Regions from separate parts of the Anas platyrhynchos genome. Here region 1 is linked to region 2. A link is a contact called in public Hi-C data. All regions are on one chromosome and are shown on one strand. The core of a region is the stretch at or near the end of the contact, and the rest is flanking DNA. Distances in the headings are between cores, read along the strand shown.

Region 1 (4,684 bases), core at 1,666-4,165, 54 kb after region 2:
CCAACCCAACCCCCAAGGCTTCCCAGTTGCAATGCTCCACACCGGTGGCACAGCCGGGGCTCAGGGCTGAGCGCCTGCAGCACTGGGCACCCAGCGCAGGCTCCGGCATCGCCCGCACCGGGGCTGCGGCTTCGCACGGCTTCGGGCTCTAGTTTGCCACCCAAGCACGAGTCCGGTCCCGTGCCCTCGGATGTCCAGGGTGGGAGAAGGATCAGGGATTGCACAGGAGGCACCAATGGAGGCGTGCTAGTCCCTTAGGGCCCGGCAGGGCTGCGCGCGGCCCGAGGCGGTGGGCAATGGTGACAGGAGGCTGCTAAGTCCTACAGACACTAGTTACAATATACGAGTTGAGTGTTAGCAGGGCACCGCGTCCTCAGCGCGTCCCAGAGCAGCCCGTTTCCTCGTGCTTGTGGAGCAGTGACATACGGGAGAAAGTCCGGGAGCAGGTTTTGCACTGGTACTTCTTTACATCTGAATGGGTCTGCAGGTGGGCGCGCAGATTAGAGCGGTCAGCGAAGGCCCGGTTGCAGTGTGTACAGGAAAAGGGCTTTTCACCTGTGAGACAAAGAGAAACGTTCCCAATTAACCAGTGCATCAACACACAGAGAATATCAAAGACCAGGGCATTCATTAGCCAAAGTTTGTGGGGAGCAGCGTGAAAAGGAATGCAGGCTGTTAGTATTCGGCCCAGGAGCCAGCGCTGCACAGCCTGCATTCACTCAGAGGAAAAGCCTCAGAGTCGGGAATTTCCTACTCAGAGAAAAAACTCTGGTCGGAACCCCACAAAAACGGTGCCAGTAACATCTGCGAGTGGCAAGGCAGCTCGGCTTACAAATGCAGCCACGACATTGAGCTGCGGCCCAAGCTAAGGGAGCCGTCTGCGGAGCGGCAGGGAGGCGAAGCTCTGTTAATTATATCATAGCGGCTGAAAGCTGCCGGCTCCAGGGTGAGTGCAGCTATTTCCTCTGCGCCCGCGCTCCCCCTTCTCCTTCCCGGCTCGCATTGAAAAGCCCGGCCGGGGTGAATTCCCCTCAAAGGCTCTTTCGGAAGAAACAAACGCGTATGCTCAATTTGGAAAGCACAATCGAGCCTTCCCGGCTTCCTTCAGCCGTCATCTTTAGTACGCTGAGAGGGTGTGAAATCAGTGCCAAGCGACAATTAAACTGTCCCGGTAGCACCACAAAGGATGCTCGGGAGATGCATTGTAGGCGCGGGGCGGGCTGCAGCTGCGGCCCCGCACAACAGGTGCAGGGGGCAGCCACCAGCACCTGCCCCACGCACATCCCAAACCTCCCGGTGCCCCGGGGAGCACATGGAGCCCACGGAGGTGGGCTGGGTGCTCAGGCAGAGATGCTTCTAGCACAGCGTGAGGCACCCCAGTGGCACGTCACAGCCCTGGTTCGTGAAATTCATGGCGAGCACGTGCCGGCAGCTCAGGGCTGGCTGGTGCGGCATGGATTTATGGGCTGAGCCTTGACCCCACACTCGGTTCCAGACAGGAGGATATTTAAAGGACGTTTTAGAGATGTGCTGAGGGGGTTTGGGAAGCCCTTATCTTCCAAGATAATACCCCAACTGCTGATTTGCTTCGGGCTGCAGAGCGGGGAAGCCACGGGCAATAGGGGAAGGAGGGAGAGGGGCGAGAGCCAACATTACCGGTGTGCGTCCGGATGTGGCCCTGCAGCAGCCAGGGCCGGGAGAAGGCCTTGCCGCACATCTTGCAGACGCAGGGCAGCGTGTGGCTCCGGATGTGCATCTTGAGAGCCCCCAGGCTCACATACTCCTTCTCGCAGTACTTGCAGCTGAAGGATTTCCTGGTCTGGGCATCGCAGTGCAATTGTTTGTGCTTGGAGAGCCCGGCGAAGGTGGAGTAGGCCTTGGCGCACTGGGCGCAGCGGAATCGCTCAGCGGTGGCGGGGGCTGAGGTCGGGCTGGGAGGCCCCGAGCTCTTGCCCTCGTCCTCCTCGCTGGAGAGCACTGTCAGGTCCAGGGCCGGCGCCGCGCCGCCCGCTGCCTCCGCCTCGGTGCCCGGGCCAGCCGGGAAGAGGCTGGAGAGCAGCCCCGCGTCCCACACCAGCGGCGGGTAGTAGGCACCGGGGCCGAGCACCTCGGGTGGGGGGATGACGGACAGCGGGCACGTCTCGTACAGCAGCGGGGCGGCCAGCACTGTGGGGACAGGCAGCACTCAGCGGGGTGCCCAGCCCCTGAACGGGGCAAGGGGACCCCAACCCACCCCATGGGGGGCTGCGCACCCAGAGGAACTTGGTGCCTGAGCCACACCACGGGGCTGTGCAACCCTTCCGGGGCAGAGGAACCCAACCACATCCCAAGGGAACCTCCATGCCCCAACCGCCCCAAAGCCAGAGGAACCCCAGGGACCCCAACCCACGCAGTGAGGCACACCAGCCTACCCTGGGGAACACAGCCCCACCCCACAGGAGCTCAGCACCCAAAGGCAAGGGAGGTGTCAGAAGGGGCCCCTGCCCACCCCGCATTACGGGGTCCGCACCGAACCCACCCCATGGGGAAAGCCCCCGGGGTCGCGTCCCCGCTCCCCCACCCACCCCACAGGGGGAGTCCCCTGGGGCAAGAAGCACGGGAGACCCCAGACACCAACCCACCCGTGGCAATTAACAAAACTAACCGCCCAGAGGCAGGCAAAAAACCTCCCGGCCGCTCCCCCCCGGGGGACAGAGGCGCCCCCGCGCCGTGCAACAGCCCCAAGCCGTCGGGGGGGGGGCCCGGCACAGCACGCACCGGTCTGGCTCTCCAGCTCGCTGTAGTTCGGCTTCTTGCTGGCTGAGAAGTGCTTCTTCACCAGGAAGGAGCGCGGCATCTTGCAGCCCCCGGTGCCGCCGCCCGCCGCGGGGCCGCCGCGTCCGTTAATATGGGATCGGGGCCGGGGGGCGGTGCGGGACGGGGCCGCCCCCGGCTCCCGGAGCCAATGGGGCGGGCGGGGAGGGAGCCCGGCAGGTGCCGGCCCCAGCCCCGGGGCCGGGCCGGGGGGAGCGGAGGTGCCGCGGGCGCCGGGAGGGGGGACCGGGGGTTGGGGACCGGGACTGGGCATTCGCCGCTGGTGGGGGGCGGTTTGGGGTCCTCCGTGCAAAGCCCAGCCCGGGATCCCCTGGAGATGCTCCCCGGGGAAGCCGGACACCAAACCTCTGCGTCCTGTCCCGTCCCTGCTCTTCCCTTCCCATTCTTTCCCTTATGCCCTTCCCATCTCTTTTTTTTTTTTTTTTTCCTCCTTCCCTTCTTCCCTGCCCTTTCCATCCCATCCCTTTTTCCCTCCCCACTGCCCAACCCCAGCTCTGCCCCCCCGGAGCCCGGCACCTGCTGGGCGCTGTTTGGCCACAACCCGCCCCAAATGCAGAAGTAGAAGCGAGGCTCTTGGGGGCGACACAGCTGCAGCCCCCCCTTCCCCGCCCCATTGCTTGGAGCCGCATCCCTCCCTCCTCTGCTGCCGGACTACCCTTGGCTTCCCGCGGGTGTTTCCCCCTGGGATTTGCCCCCGGGGGACCGGGGCCGCAGCTCCCCCGTGGGTGCGCTGATGGGGCTGGGACCCCCCCGAGGTGTGGGGTTTTCTCTGCGGGACCAGCAAAGCCAGCTCCTGCCTTGGTCCTGCAGGTTGGTGGGTGGAGGGAGGGGAAAAAAAAAGACCAAAAAAAAAAAAAAAAAGGAAAAACACAAAACAAGCTAACAAACACTTTTGCCGGAGGGAAAATCCGGATGCCGGAGAACGAGCAGCAGCCGCCCCTTGTGCCCCCCGGCCGGTGGGGAGGAGGCCCGGTACCGGGGTCCCGGCGGCGCGCACGGGGCTCCCTCTGCTGGCAGCACGGGACCGCCAGAGCCCAAAAAAAGGGGCACAAAATTTTCGTCAGACCGTCAGCACTGCTGGGGCAGGGGGAGATGGCAAAGCAACGCCTAAGATTGAAAAGCCCTGAGCGAGGGAGGCTGATCCTTCCCGTGCCAGGCTCACCAGTGACCACCTTTGTCATGCAGGCAGCAGAACCCAGGACACGCTGTTAGTGCCTGACTACAGGCAGGAGCCTTTACAAGATGCTATTCCCCCAGCACAACGAGCCCCAAGGGATTTAGTGCTGGTATTCCAGATGAAGTGATGCTGATTGTTTCAGGCAATTAATACCGACATCAATTTATTGGCATCTTAAGGCCGGTGTTTGACCAGAGACAGATTCATTAACAAAAAATAGCTCAAATGCATGGCTGTCTCCTTCGGTCCCTTTCCCTGTGTGCTAATTTCACTGGCTCCCTGTGCCAGACACTGGGCATTTCACAGCCCGATTGCATTATCGCCAACAATGGGCCTTTGGGACTCACCACGGCCACAAGATCAGCTGCTGATGAGCTGAAAGCAGTTCCTCTGGCAGAGTACTTGGCTCCTCTGCAGTCACACTTCATGGGATTTAACAGCCCAAACCAGCCTGTTCTGTAAGAAGGCTTTTAAAATTGAGTTCCTGCACACTGATGAGATGAATCAAGGTGAAAAAGCACACGTGCTTCTCACCGGAATGGCTTCTAAAAATCAATCAGCAAATACCACTGAGAGATATCCCTGCGTGTAAACAAGTTTGGGTTGGTTAGGCTGATGAAGTCAGCAGCCAAGACACAAAGCTCCTCAGCAGTTAAGTGGAGATCTACAGCTTGCTTTCCCTGAGTGGTTGTG
Region 2 (4,523 bases), core at 935-3,434:
GAAATCTTCTGCTGCCAAAGTTTAATGGGGAAACTGCACGTCCAGAATAAACACACACTCCAACTCAAATAGTTGTATTTTGGTGCTTTGGATTGACCTGAGAATGTTAATTAACTAAAACACAGCACTTATGTTCGGCCTTTTTAAAGATCTGACAGACAAATCAAGTCAGTGTAGACTTCAGTAGGATTCTGTTAAGTGTTGGAGGTGAAAACCCCTCTGTGAAGATTCTGGGGAAGTGGTGCGTACAGCAGATTAAGGACCTTTGTTGGCTTTGCATCCTGGCAAATCACTGCCTTTTCTGTTTTACTGTTTTGGACCACTAACTGCTGCAATGTGGATGCAGGCTTACATACCAACAACCTAGTGTGTCCGAAGTTTTATGAAAAAATCTAGTGTTTGTGTAAAAAAAAAAAAAAAAAAAAAAAAGAAAAAAAAATAAACACATTTGAAAGCAGCAGCTCTCAAGTCAATGAACAATTGATGTTTCCATTAACTCTTTTGAGGAAAATATTAGTTGTAAGGATTTAACATCCTCTGTAATTAAAGTTTAACATAACAGTATTCCATAAGCAGCCTTTTTATTGTATCAGACCATTGCCTGATTTTAATATAATAAAAAGTGTGCATTAATATTAGAAGGCTTTAATTGTATTTATGTTTAGAACTTTTATCCCTTATGGAATTTTGGGTTTGTTGGAAGTACCTTCCTACAGATCCCACGTAGATAACAGTATGTAAACTGGTGGTGAAAGGCAATTGTCTTTATCTAGCTGCTGCTTTTGTGCCAAGGAGAACCTTTTATTTGTAGTCAAAACCTCAGACAGACTTGCATAGACTTGGCAGTTGGTAACGTTATGTGACGAAAAGGAACCACAGGAACGACTTTCTAGCCGTGTGCTATCTGAAGGTGCTCTGCTACTGCGCTGACCTTTGTGTGCTGTAGTCCTGAGGAAATCAAATCCACGTACAGTTGCATGCTACACTGTCCATCAAGTTAAAGAAGAACTTCACAACCTGAAATTTTACCTGGTTTTCCTCAAATAGTGAACTGTAAAAAGCAGACCTCCTCTGTAAATCTCGATTAAAAACAGGACTGCAGAATTTTGCCCTTTTTGGGTGTCTCCACTAAAGAAGATTGCCAGAAGGTACTGGTTGTGCGTTCATTTCGATGTGGTGAAACCTGCCTCTTCCTGGGTGTAGGAGTGACGAGGGAACGAGCTGTGTATGTGAAACTTGCTGCTGTTTGCTAGTCTGGAATACTAACCAGTCATGGGGTAGCTCAGAGGGTGTCTGTGAAGACAATGCGACTAATATTTGTCAGCATCCTGTGCGTGTGTTTCTTTGAAACAGCTTGGTATTGAGAGATGTTAAATGGCAACTGCAACAATGCTCGACAATTATGGTGTGGTTACCGGGTGTCGCTGTTGTAAGAACACCCCTGTCCTGTTCAGGAGGGCGTGGTTGGTACGTGTTGGGTGCTTCCCCAGCCTTCACACTTCAAGCAATGGTTCTAAAGCCTTTGAAACCATCTGATCTGCTTTGCAGGCTGCAAGTTTGACCTGAACCATGCTTCTCTGGGATCTGTGCTAGCAAGAGTCCTGTGTTAACACAATTTGTCATACAAACTTCAGCTGTACTTTTTTTTTTAAAGAAAAAAGGTGTACCTTTTCTTACCTAGGAACTTCACTCTGAACACACCGGTACTCCAGTGCACTGATATTCCACTCTGAGTAGGGATGGTTTGGGAAAAAAACACACTAAGAGTCAGCTGCCAGTGAGTCCACGTGTTGTAGCTTTGTCAGTGTGTGTGCATCGTGGAAGGGATCAGTCATCCCACAGGCACTGTGGGTTTCTGGGTGCTGGGTCACACTTCAGAAATGAAGTCGGGGAATGACCTCACCTCTTCTCTGTATTTATTCTACCTCTGGCAGTATAAAGGCACGGCACTTGAGAGTTGATCCTTGCTCACCGTTGGTTTATGTCCTGAACTGGTGTGTCTGAAGGGAAAGATACGAAGAGGTAATAAGTGCGTTGGCCATAAAATAGATGCTGTTCCCTGGAGCCGGTACTGCTGGAAGTGACTGAAGCGTTGCTCAGGGAAGAGGCTGTGGTTTGAGCAGGACCTTGCCCTCTGCCTGCTCCTGCTGCTGCCTCGGGGGTTTGCGCAAGGCGTCGTGGTTGCAAATGCCCCGGACACATCCATAAAACCTCACCCGCAGTGCCGGCGGTGGTCGCGGAGCGTGTTCGACTCAGCTGCTGGCGTGGGGACGGCAGAGGGAGCTAGCAGGCTTTGCAACGCTTTGGTCCAAGCAAAGTGCAAGGGCTGCTTCACTTCGATGTTAACTCCTCTTGTGGGAACCGCTTTTCATACTTCTCCTGAATCATTTTCAGTTTTAAAAACCTGTTTAACACGGCTTTCTCACTGCAGAGGCATTAAGGGGAGACCAGCAGTGCAGTGAGGTTTTACTTCTTAATAAACACTGCCTGTTCCTTGCTTCTTGCTTTGCTGTAATTAAACTCCATGTGTTTTTGGGGAGCATGTGCTTAAATATGCCTTTTCTGAACTCTTAACTCAGTGCTTTGGACTTAATGATGATGAAAGAAACTTAAAGTTTTAGATTAACAACTTTTAAGCCAAAAAGTGTCAACAGCTGCTCTGTGCGATGCCAGTGCTGTCGGAGTTTCAGCCTGGATTCATACAGGGACAAACAGCAGCACGGCAGGAGCAGCAGGCAGTGCATGCAGAGCTGAATGCAGTTGTGCCCCTAATTCTTGGGCAAACAGCCCAACCAAACAACAGAGCAGCCCAAATGTTTTATCTTAGCTGTGCTTGAGAGCTGCGATACCAGAGCTCCCTCTGGAAGTACCAGGCAGATGCAGCGTCAAGTTCTGCCAATTTTAGCAAGGGAAACAGAAGCCAGAGACTTTTTCAAGAGTCCTTGACAGTGTAAGAAGCGATGAGATGTGCGCTCACTCCCTTTCCAAATATCAGTCTTTGTAGTGTCTTGCTTAGAGTTGTAGGTGCTGCTTGCGGCTTACCTTGCTGTTTGCAGTAATTGGCCGTTAGGCGTCTGAGGTTAGCTTAGCCTCAACCTGGCAGCGTTTCCTGCACCAAGGAACAGCACAGGGAATTCAGTATTTTTTTTAAGCTGGCATTTGCTTGCTCTGAAACAAGGGAGTTCCAGTTCTGCACGTACCTGTAAATATGTGCCTACTTCAAGCTCTACCTACCTCAAGCTCAAAGACGGTGAAGAAATCTGATGATATTCTTAATATCTTTTTTTTTTTTCAACTTAATAATTTAAATTTAAGTTTTCTCTGGTGGCTCAGAGTTTTCCTAAGTCGGTGGAAATTGCCATCTTGCATTAATCCTTGGCTCAGATGCTATCCAAAAGCCCGTTAACTTTGCTGTTGACTAAGAGTCAGGTCCCTTAACAGCTTCTCGTTTTCTCCGGTCCTGCTGCAGCAGATTGCTGGGGAAGGTGCTTAACTTTCAAGCCTGTGAAGGGCCCAAGTGAAGTCAAATAGGAGTTAGGCACACGCTTAAGTGCTTTGCTGGAGCAGAGCCAGGATGCTCAGCCCCTGCTAGGAAAGAGACGTTTTTAGCTTTTATTGAGTGTCTTCTCCCTATCCATCCCTTCTGGGTGCTGTGTGCCCTCTGTTTGTGCCCTTACATTTTCCCCACGTCTCCCCTGTTTGTTGCAACAAAAAAGCAAAGAGCAGAAGACAACGTGGAAGATAAGGAGATAAGGTAGATTCTCATCGCTTTATGTCTGTCGAGCATCTTGTCGCCTTTTTCAGCCTTATCTCCTTTTGAATAAAGCCTACAAAGGGTTTTCAGAAATGTGGGTCCTGTCCTAATTTTCTACCTCGCAAGCTAGGTTGTTGGCGGCTTTGCCCTGACTTGTCTAGAAAGCCTTGCGGTACGGTGATGGGTAACGAGAGGGGAGAATAAATGTCAGATCCTGTCTAAAAGTCCCTTTCTTTCACTTGCTCAACATTTTTATCTTATTTCATTAGCTCTCCACTCATCAAAGAAAGTGTCAGGATAGCCAACGACAAAATTTCTTGGGGTAGGGAGGAAGAGGCAAGAGTTCTGGAAAGCGAGGGGAAGCAGGCTCTGAGCTCCCTCTCAGAAACGAGTCCCTTTTCCCTTCTCTCTTTACACGTCTGCTTTAAACCCCCTTGCCCAGCATTTGCCTGATAAACACAGCAGAGAACAGGGGAGTTGTGTGCCTCGTGGCACAGGCTGTGGGGCAGATAGGTGCTGATCTGTGGGGTGTGAGTGCTGCCAGGTGCAGTGCGGGACGGGGTAAGGCAGCGGGGCTGGCAATGCAGGGCCTGAGCATGCTGGGGCTGGGGCAGGGTGTCAGGGTGAGCAGGGGGGCTGGGAGTTGACAGCCAACTGCTTTCTCTTCCCTCGGAGCAGGGGGGAGCATGCCAGCAGGATGCGCACACGGGCCCACACCTTCAGGAGTATTCCTGGAAATTGGGGGTAATGCTTAATTACAGCTGCCTGT

Evidence for each region. Hi-C and Micro-C count contacts between places; a contact is called where the count stands out from the background.
Region 1: a contact with region 2 is called in a Hi-C map of skeletal muscle, with 9 times the contacts expected there. The contact joins the promoter of SNAI1 here to the enhancer-like site in region 2. A contact is called at or near these places in 3 of 8 Hi-C or Micro-C datasets (skeletal muscle, small yellow follicle and subcutaneous adipose tissue).

What each region holds. Positions count from the first base shown.
Region 1 is chr21:2,966,208-2,970,891 of IASCAAS_PekinDuck_T2T, forward strand. It overlaps SNAI1 (snail family transcriptional repressor 1), which reads right to left and starts at 2,916. Exons shown (of 3, transcript XM_027472944.3): 1 at 2,758-2,916; 2 at 1,657-2,166; 3 at 1-555. The coding sequence starts at 2,836. The coding sequence ends at 374.
Region 2 is chr21:2,912,702-2,917,224 of IASCAAS_PekinDuck_T2T, forward strand. LOC119713345 (a long non-coding RNA gene) reads right to left here. Exons shown (of 3, transcript XR_005260512.2): 3 at 1,816-4,523. UBE2V1 (ubiquitin conjugating enzyme E2 V1) reads left to right here. Exons shown (of 3, transcript XM_027473030.3): 3 at 1-641. Among named protein-coding and RNA genes, the nearest start is that of UBE2V1, 16 kb to the left of the region's middle. Within about 2 kb of position 2,185, at least 4 of the 8 cell types and tissues checked have an H3K27ac peak or open chromatin away from gene starts, as enhancers often do.